Regions from separate parts of the Zea mays genome. Here region 2 is linked to region 1. A link is a contact called in public Hi-C data. All regions are on one chromosome and are shown on one strand. The core of a region is the stretch at or near the end of the contact, and the rest is flanking DNA. Distances in the headings are between cores, read along the strand shown.

Region 1 (4,356 bases), core at 1,523-4,022:
TTTGCGTATCGTGGATTGTCTTACGTTATGTTGGTTTTGGCACGTACACGTAGCATCATGCTTTTGATAGCTTTCAAAGTGAAACTTAATCAGCTTTACTGAAATTCGTGATGTTTGAACATTTGAATCCTTGTGCCATACATTCATCTGTCCACTAAGAAAAAATGATTGTATCAAAATGAATTAGAACGAAGGTACAAGATCAACTGGAATACTCGATCTCAATGCTGCTAGACTGCTATACCGTTTAGGTGTTTAATCTTCTGTTACTTTACTTGATTCGTTCACTTGCTTGCAGCATCCCCTTATTGAATTATATCTATTTGCTCAATTTTTATTCAATACGTTTACTCAGTTTTCATTCTATCCATTTGCTCACCTTTCATTTTCTTGAGATTTACCTAGCAAACAATTACTTTCAGTCTGGAAGAGTGCAGTGGCCTGCAAACTGTGTTTGTGTTTTGCTTATACTTGCCTCTTACTGGCGTTTCCAATATTTGTTTGTGCTCTCTGCGGCATGGACCTTTCCTTAGTTCAGAAAAACAAACTCATTTGGTTATGCCGCAGATAAATGCGGATGGCGTGAAGAGGAACTTCTACCCTGGCGACAAGCTACCCCTGTGGCACGACGAGCTGGAGCCCCAGAACTCGTTGCTTGATATTCTTGCTGCCGGGAACCCTGATCCCATGGTGCAGTGAATTTGCCCTCCACTTCCGTTGTGAACTTTTCACTGTACCTGACTTGTTCTTGATTTCAACCGAAGAAAGAATTGGAACATTTCCTGTCGAACTAATGTCGCGCCAGAGTATTTACATACTGTTGTTATCACACCTTAGTAAATTCATGGTTACTACTGCTGTCGTCGTTTTATCTGACGAGTATGCGATTTTGTCAGCCGCCTACTTATATGCGGTACTGATGCATGAGTAACCCCTCGTAGCAGCACCTTTCTGTTTTTGCTCTAGTTCTAAGAATATACGCGCTACGAGTCTACAACCCTGCACTTGTCGACTCAAGGCATATCCCTGGTGGCCTGGTCAATTATTCGCATGTTGTCGTTACCGTCGAACATTACAGGCAATGTGTACTACACGAAGTTGGAGAAAAGCATTTTGTACAGTTTAATTCCATTGCAAAATTATTTTTCATTTTCCATCATCAGCCGAGGGCCTGGTAGAATGTGCATCCAGTAAACGCAGAGCACCTTTCACCCGCCCTGTTCTCCAGTTTCTTTCTGTCACGGGATATAGTACATTGGGTTAGGGAGCTTGAAAGAGCGAGCGCTCATGGAAGATCCCAGCAGGTCGCTCCATTGGTCGCCGGAGTTGCCTAGGATCCTGTAACCCTCCTGTTCCATTTCGTCCCTCTTCTCTGATTTGTAGACTGTCGCTGTTTTCTCGCGGTCACCTGCTGCCCTGTGGTACCGGGAAAGAGTGAGAGAGGCACGCACATCTCAGGGTTCCACAAGATCCTCATTTTTTTTATCAAACCAATTAATTATCCTGAAGAAGTACAAGGCAATGCAGCACACAAGATCGAGGTGTATACGGTATACCTGAGTATGAGCTTCTCCCAGTCATGGAACCCCTGCTTGTTGAGGTTCTCCACCGTGACTCCTCGGTGCGCCTCGCTTCTGCCCGTGAGCAGGAAGGTCTTGAATCCCAGCCCGCGGACCTCGTTGTAGAGCTTCAAGCTGGAAGGGATGGCGGCCGCCTCGCCCCTTTCCACCCACTCGTCGAACTTGTGGTGGTCGAACAACTCGGCCCTGCGGGATTATTTAAATTTGAAATCAAGTGAGACCACCTTCAAATTCCCATGGAGGAGCGGGGTTTTTTTTTTGTGTGTGGTTGCCGAGACATTGGTAATTTTGCTGATTTATGGGTTTCCCCGGAATATCATTGGACCTACAAATTATAAACACAGCTGGTGCCACTAATTATAGACACGAGAAGATATAATAACAGACAACTAAAACTGAGAGTGACAAAATCGCAAATTTGGAGAGCAGCGTGGTTGTGTGGACGTGGGGACGCGAGAGCGACGGACACGGACGGGCGGAGGGGCAGCTCACTCACCCGTAGCCGTGCTCGGCGTAGTATGGGAGATTGGAGAGCAGCGTCTCGTCGACGTCGAACACCCAGGCGTCGCGTCCGTCGGCGGCGCCGGCCGGCGCGGCGGCGCGCGCGTAGGCGGCCGACTCCCGCGCCACGAGGTCGAGGTCGGAGCGGTAGGCGGAGCCGGTGACGTAGTCCCGCACGTGCGGCGCGCATTCGGGCGGCACCGCCGCCCACGGCGCGAGGTTGTTGGCCTCGGCCGCGAGCCGCCAGCTGGCGCAGCGCACGTCGACCGTTACCACGGCGTCGGCGTCGGCGTCGGCGTCGAGCTCGGCCCCGGCCCGCGCCGACGGGAGCTCGATGACGAGCGGGCGCGGCAGGAGGTGCTGCTGCGCGTCCGGCGCTGCCTCGGACGTGCCCCGCGCGAGGTCCGCCTCTGACTCGGCGAGTGAAGGTCCGGCGGCGAGGGGCGTGGCGAGCAGGAGGAAGAGGATGAGCGTGGCGAGCAGGCGGGCGAGGCCGCCGCGCGCCATGTCCCGGCTTGCTGTCGCCGCCGTGGCGGGGCCGGGGCGTCGTGGGGGGCGCCCCCGGTGTCGGGGAGCAGGCAGGCGCGGGGGTGGGTGGGAAGGCGTGCGGCGGTGGGCGACGCGGCCGGTAAATAGGCAGGCGGGGTTGGTGACAGCGGAGCGGGGAGAGAGCGCGAGGGAGGGGAATGCGTGTGGGCTTGTGGCTCCCGGCGACTTCGGGAAGGGAGCGGGAGGAGCAGAGCAGAGGACGGTTTGGGGAAAGCAAAGCAAAGAGCCAAAGAGAGAGGAAGAGGCCTGCCTCGTGCGGGTCGCAGAAGAAGAGAAGAGGAGGAGAGACACGGGCCGGATTCGAATCTGAGGGAGGAGGATTCTTCGGGCCGGGGCAACCTGGGTTGTGACGTGCCAGCTACGGATTGGTTGTGCGCGCTGGTCGGGCGGAGTACACCAGTCTTGGCGCCGTCCGTGCTATGTTTTGGTCGGCGCAGACGACGGCGTCCGCGGGACCGCGTCAGAAAACATGTGCAGGAATTTTAGCTCAACAATAGATATAGAGATAGCACATCTATCTATCCTGAATCCAAGGCTTACATTTTCGTTTTGTACTTTCCAAAAACCATTTTGTTGACTAAAATTTGAATTTTATATTTTCAAATTTGAAATCAGAGTACACTAAAAACCGGACCGGTTTTCGTATCCCGCTCTACACCGAGAACGGTAATTTTTACGGGATTTTGCAGGATATGGGACGAGAAGGCAAAACACTCATGAATCCCAAATCGGCAGACACAAAACTGATACGTCTGATGATGATTCCATGTACGCTTAGCGGCATATGGTTAGCTACCTACAATTAGTTGGTTGTTAATTTTGGTGAAGATCAAATAAAAAAAGTAAGAGATGTTTGGTTTCTAGAGACTAATTTTTAGTCCATAAATTTTATTTTATTTTAGTTTCTAAATTACTAAATACGGTAGCGCTAGTCATTGCTAGGAACGTACGGGGAGTACTTACTTTGGTCGGCAGACGGCAAGACGATCGCGTCCCTAGCTGCTCTGGTGGGCTGGTGCGACCGACGCCGGTGGTCGGTGGGCAAGCATCACACCGTTACCGTGGACTGTGACATTCCTCTGTCCATTGGCTAGTTTCTCCGTTCAAAACTCTCTGCGGCTGAACCTCCCCCATTGTCCAAGATGCTGGGCAGCCTCACTTGCAAATTTCGTGAAAATATGCAAAGGAAGAAACCTGCTCCCTGCTGAGAGGGCAAAAGGGATCCACAGGCATAAGAAGTTTGGATCAATAGATCAGAGAAAGAATCTGAAAGTGATATTCCACAAAAACTGGATTTTTTATATTTGGTTTCTCGAGTTCTGAACATAACAATCTGTTCATTATATACAAAACACATGCTAACTCTACAAGTTTCCAAACATAACCATCACATAAGACGAGGCGCTGCATCCAAGGCACCAAAACAGTAGGCCTATTACTACCTAATCTTCTTCGAAATACTTCTCCTCTGCGTCATAGTTGACTTCTCTGGACCAGTGGTCATCCAGCATCTCATCGTTATCGATCCGTGAGTAGTCCATATGTTCGGTGTCTTCACCGGACAGGAACTTCTGTTGCATCACATACGTGAACTGCTCCAGCTGGTCCTGCATCTCTTCAGAAGACAACGTTTGGTTCAAAGCCCTTGCAGCAGAGCCTCCCCCATTACCGGGCTCCACTTGTGCAGATGCATCATTTTCGACCACCTGCCAATATGCAAAGCAAA
Region 2 (4,237 bases), core at 1,303-3,802, 410 kb after region 1:
CGCGACCACGATGGAGCAAGAGAAGACCCAGGTGCCGCCGTCCATCAACGTCAACCTCCTAGACCCCAACCTTGTTCTTGCAGCACCCATCCACCGTTGGCACTCGCCACCGCCGAAGTGGAGGTCCAAAAAAACTCTCGGTTCTCCTTCTAGACCTCGATGTCGTTGTACACCTCCTTCTTCCATATTTACACCTCCTTCTCCATGACGTCGGTGAGGTGCGTGGTGGAGGCGGCTACAAACACGCTGGCCTCACCGATAGGGTCGAGCCTAGGCAGTGCACCACGGCCAGCTGCCATAGCGCGTGCTGGACCGGGCCTCTCGCGTTATAGGGAGGTGCTCGACGGTGATGACATGGTGGGGAAGATGACGTAGTGGCAGGCCTCCATGGTGTCGGCGCAGTGCGTGGTGGAGGCAACCACAAACACGCTAGCCTCGTCGACAGGGACGTGGCCTAGGCAGTGCGCCACGACCAACCGCCATAGCGTGTGCCCGACCATGACCGACGACGACAATGTGGATAGGGAACCGAGCAGGCGAAACCCTAGCAGAGAGATTGCAGGCGAGTGAATGCGGAACGAGAGGGGCACAAGTGTAAATAGGTGCCGGACCATGACTGACGGCGGCAGTGAGGACAGGGAACCGAGCAACTGAAACCCTAGCATAGAGATTGCAGGCAAGTGAATGAGGAACGAGAGGGGCACAAGTGTAAATAGCTCGAGGAAGCAGTAGGCTTCTCGCGGACGTGGCCACCGAGGACGACTGGCAAGTTGCTCCGTGGCCATCGCGAAGGGTGGTTGTGACGGCTACTGCAGAGCGGAGGGGAGGATGGGGACCTCGGTGGAGGACGCGACGTCAAAAACGCACGAAACTCGGCGTGGTCCAGCAGGATTCTCAGGGGCAAGGATGCGCATGCGATGGTTCTGTTCGACGGTGAGGGGGGAGGGCAGGTCGGGGCATGCAATGGTCTACACTGCCGTCTTATTAAGTAGTAGAGATACACCTATACACACGAGAGTGTCAGGAACAATTGATTAGAACTAGGCCGTTCATCCGGATGTTGCCCCCCCGACATGTCTCTCACCTCTCTGTGTTCAAACAGTTAAGTGTAAAACTCCTACGTGTATTCTTGTTGTAGGTAAAATCTGTTGTAAACCAGGGGCGGAACGAGTAGTTGGTGGGGCAAAGTGGGCCATAGTTCCACCTTAATTTTTTCTCTCTTTATATATACATTGAATGTATTACAATTTCAGAAAAATAGCAAGTATTTGGAGCCAAAACTACATTGAGCAGGCCACTTCCACCGTCCTGGCCTATAGTCCAATTCCAGACTCTGCTAACACTATTTTCGGCAACGTTCTTTATATCGATTCTCTATATCCATCCTTTACGTTCTCCTATGAAGATTATCTTCTCTGTATCTCATTCCTCTCCTGCAGCGTCTTCCATGCGAAAATACCTATATTGGAGACATAATTTACTTTTATTTTTTGTACGTATGTATTTATCATACTCTTAAATATATTATACATATTTTAGTTTTGCTAGATCTATTTTTTAAAGTATTAAAATGGATAGATGAGAGAGAAACTCTATATATGAGGATCCAACGGCGCCCCCTAGATTTAGAGGATACAATTGGACATCTAAGACGAGAATGCCCCTAAAATTTAGGATACAAAATGTTATAGGGCATTTATGGAGAGAGTCTAAAACAACATACTCTTAGCCTGCTTCGGCCAACCATTGCATAACAAGAATTTTATAACAATTAAATATTGAAATAGTATATAATCTGGATGAAATAGTTGTAGATGGCCAGTATTAAAAAAATAAGTTGATGAGTATAATAAAAATATTCAAAATGAAGGGTGTACATTGAGATTCTAATTACGATCACTAATTTCTATATGCAATAATCTTTTCTTATCTACCGATTTTAGGGGTGTTTGGTTAGAGGGACTAAAGATTAGTCTCTAGTTTTTAGTCCCATTTAGTCCCTTTTTTGCCAAACACTAGGACTAAAATATGGACTAAAATGATTTAGTCTTTAGTCCTTCACATAGGTGCTAAAAGAGACTAAAAGCCCATAATTATCATGTTGCCCTTACCTTTTTATAGATAACTAATATTATGAGTATATTCTAAGGGTATTTGAGTCTTTGGACAGTGTATTTAATGATTTTAGAATCTATTTAGTCTCTAAAACCAAACATGTAGGGACTAAATTTTAGTCCTAGGACTAAAGTTTAGTCTTAGCACTAATTAAAACCAAACATGGCCTTTGTTTAGCCTCGCATGATGCCTGTTCTGTGCTCTGAGTCCGATGTGATAGGGACGGAAGAAAACCAAACCTGGGCGCCTGTTCTGTTACTGTAGATAAAATCTGTTGCAAACTTTGACGAAAGGTGGTCCGCTTCGCCTATGTCCGAACGCCCGTGATGTCCGAACGCCCGTGATGTCCGAACGCCCCTACCTATAAAACCAGGGCACCACGCCCACGTTCCAACTTCCAAGATCAAAACGTCTCGACAAGGCACAGCCACCTGAAGCAATGCCGATGTACTCCAAGTCGGAACTCATCCACGTGCCGCCACCGCCATGCAGCCGTCCCCGTTACGTCATGGCGCCACCCCTGGTCTTCACGTCCATCGGCGCGTCGATGAACGCCGCCGTGCGCGACGTTTGGGCCAGCAACTTCGACGAAGAGCTCTCCAACCTATCGGCGGTGCTGCCGCGCTACCCCTGCGTGTGCGTGGACACCGAGTTCCCCGGCGCGGTACACGACTCGAACTTGCCGCGGTACATGCGCGGTCCGCGCGAGAGCTACGAGCTGGTGAAGCGGAACGTAGACGACCTCAAGCTGCTCCAGGTCGGGATCGCGCTGTCGGGCCCCGCCGGCCGGTTCCCCATCGCGTGGCAGTTCAACATCCGGGGCTTCGACCCCGCGCTTCACCCGCACGCGCCGGCCTCCATCGCCATGCTCCGCGAGCAGGGGATGGACTTCACCATGCTGAACGAGTTCGGCATCGACCCCGAAGACTTCGCCGCCGGGTTCCGCCGCAGCGGCCTCGCCTGCGGGTGGCTCACCTGGACCGCCTTCTCGGGCTCCTACGACTTCGGGTACCTCGCCAAGGCGCTCACCGGCGGCCAGCCGCTGCCGGACACGCTGGACGGCTTCCTCGCCCTGGTCCGTCGGCTGTTCGGACACAGTCTGTTCGACGTGAAGCACCTCGCCAGATGCTGTGCCATGCGCGGGGGGCTGGAGCAGGTGGCCACCGCGCTCGGCGTCAAGCGCGCCGCCGGCCGTGCGCACTGCGCCGGCTCCGACAGCCTGCTCACCACCGACGTCCTCCTGCTAATGATGGATCGCTTCTTCAGGAACGTCGATGTGCTCGCGCACGCCGGAACCATCGTAGACCTCACCTAGTTTCCTAGCTAGTACTGCTTTTCTAGTGGATAGGTTTTAGTTTTTGCGATGTAGCCATGCATGCAGTATCCAGCTGCTAATTTGTACGAATTCCTTTTATAAGTTCTTGATTGGAGACTGATCTGCATTTGATCATGTGTTTTTATACTCTCAAGCATTCAAGTAACTGGTTCAGTATAGGCACGACCTGAACAATTTTTCGCTACAAAGTACTGTCTGGTAGAATTGGTTATTTGGGCACAGTAGAAACATCAATCGGTCGAAATATGAATCTAATCTAATATAATCTGTAATTTGAATCTAATCTAATCTGAAATATGTCTTAAGATAGATTGGGCTTATAAATGCCCCTACTAGCCCATGGGCTTTCGTCTCTGATAATGGGCTTATAAGACCATCTCCATCAGTTTACTCATACACGTACCCATATTCAAACTACACTCTATAAACAACGCAATTCACAACGTAAAATGATGCAAAACGGTGTTTTAGTGAACATATAGGGGTGCACTGTACAATAGTTCACCCACATGGTGTAATACCCAGTTTGTAAACAATACGAAGAGAGTATATCTCATTATATGTTTTTGCACCACTCATTATAACATGGTAATAACCATATATAAAGGGAACAAATAACTAATAATATCTAAAATAAACTATGCATCATGTTGGATTTATTTGTTTGTGCATTTAGAAATATATTAATGTCCAAATTGGAAAGTTAACCTAAGTTACAATTTAGAAAATTTGAAAATAACCTAGAAAGGGAAATAGAAAATACTACATAATATAAATAAATAAATA

What was found. Hi-C and Micro-C count contacts between places; a contact is called where the count stands out from the background.
Region 2: a contact with region 1 is called in a Hi-C map of endosperm, with 2.7 times the contacts expected there. The contact joins the promoter of LOC103639817 here to the promoter of LOC100285316 in region 1. A contact is called at or near these places in 3 of 25 Hi-C or Micro-C datasets (ear, endosperm and tassel).

The regions. Positions count from the first base shown.
Region 1 is chr9:22,834,514-22,838,869 of Zm-B73-REFERENCE-NAM-5.0, forward strand. It overlaps LOC100285316 (acid phosphatase 1), which reads right to left and starts at 2,773. Exons shown (of 3, transcript NM_001158209.2): 1 at 2,077-2,773; 2 at 1,557-1,766; 3 at 1,112-1,416. The coding sequence starts at 2,588. The coding sequence ends at 1,239. LOC100502447 reads right to left here. Exons shown (of 2, transcript NM_001357793.1): 2 at 3,913-4,336. The coding sequence ends at 4,073. LOC100272427 reads left to right here. Exons shown (of 8, transcript NM_001359711.1): 8 at 568-828. The coding sequence ends at 699.
Region 2 is chr9:23,249,657-23,253,893 of Zm-B73-REFERENCE-NAM-5.0, forward strand. LOC103639817 (probable CCR4-associated factor 1 homolog 11) reads left to right here and starts at 2,553. Exons shown (of 1, transcript XM_008662516.3): 1 at 2,553-3,508. The coding sequence starts at 2,555. The coding sequence ends at 3,430.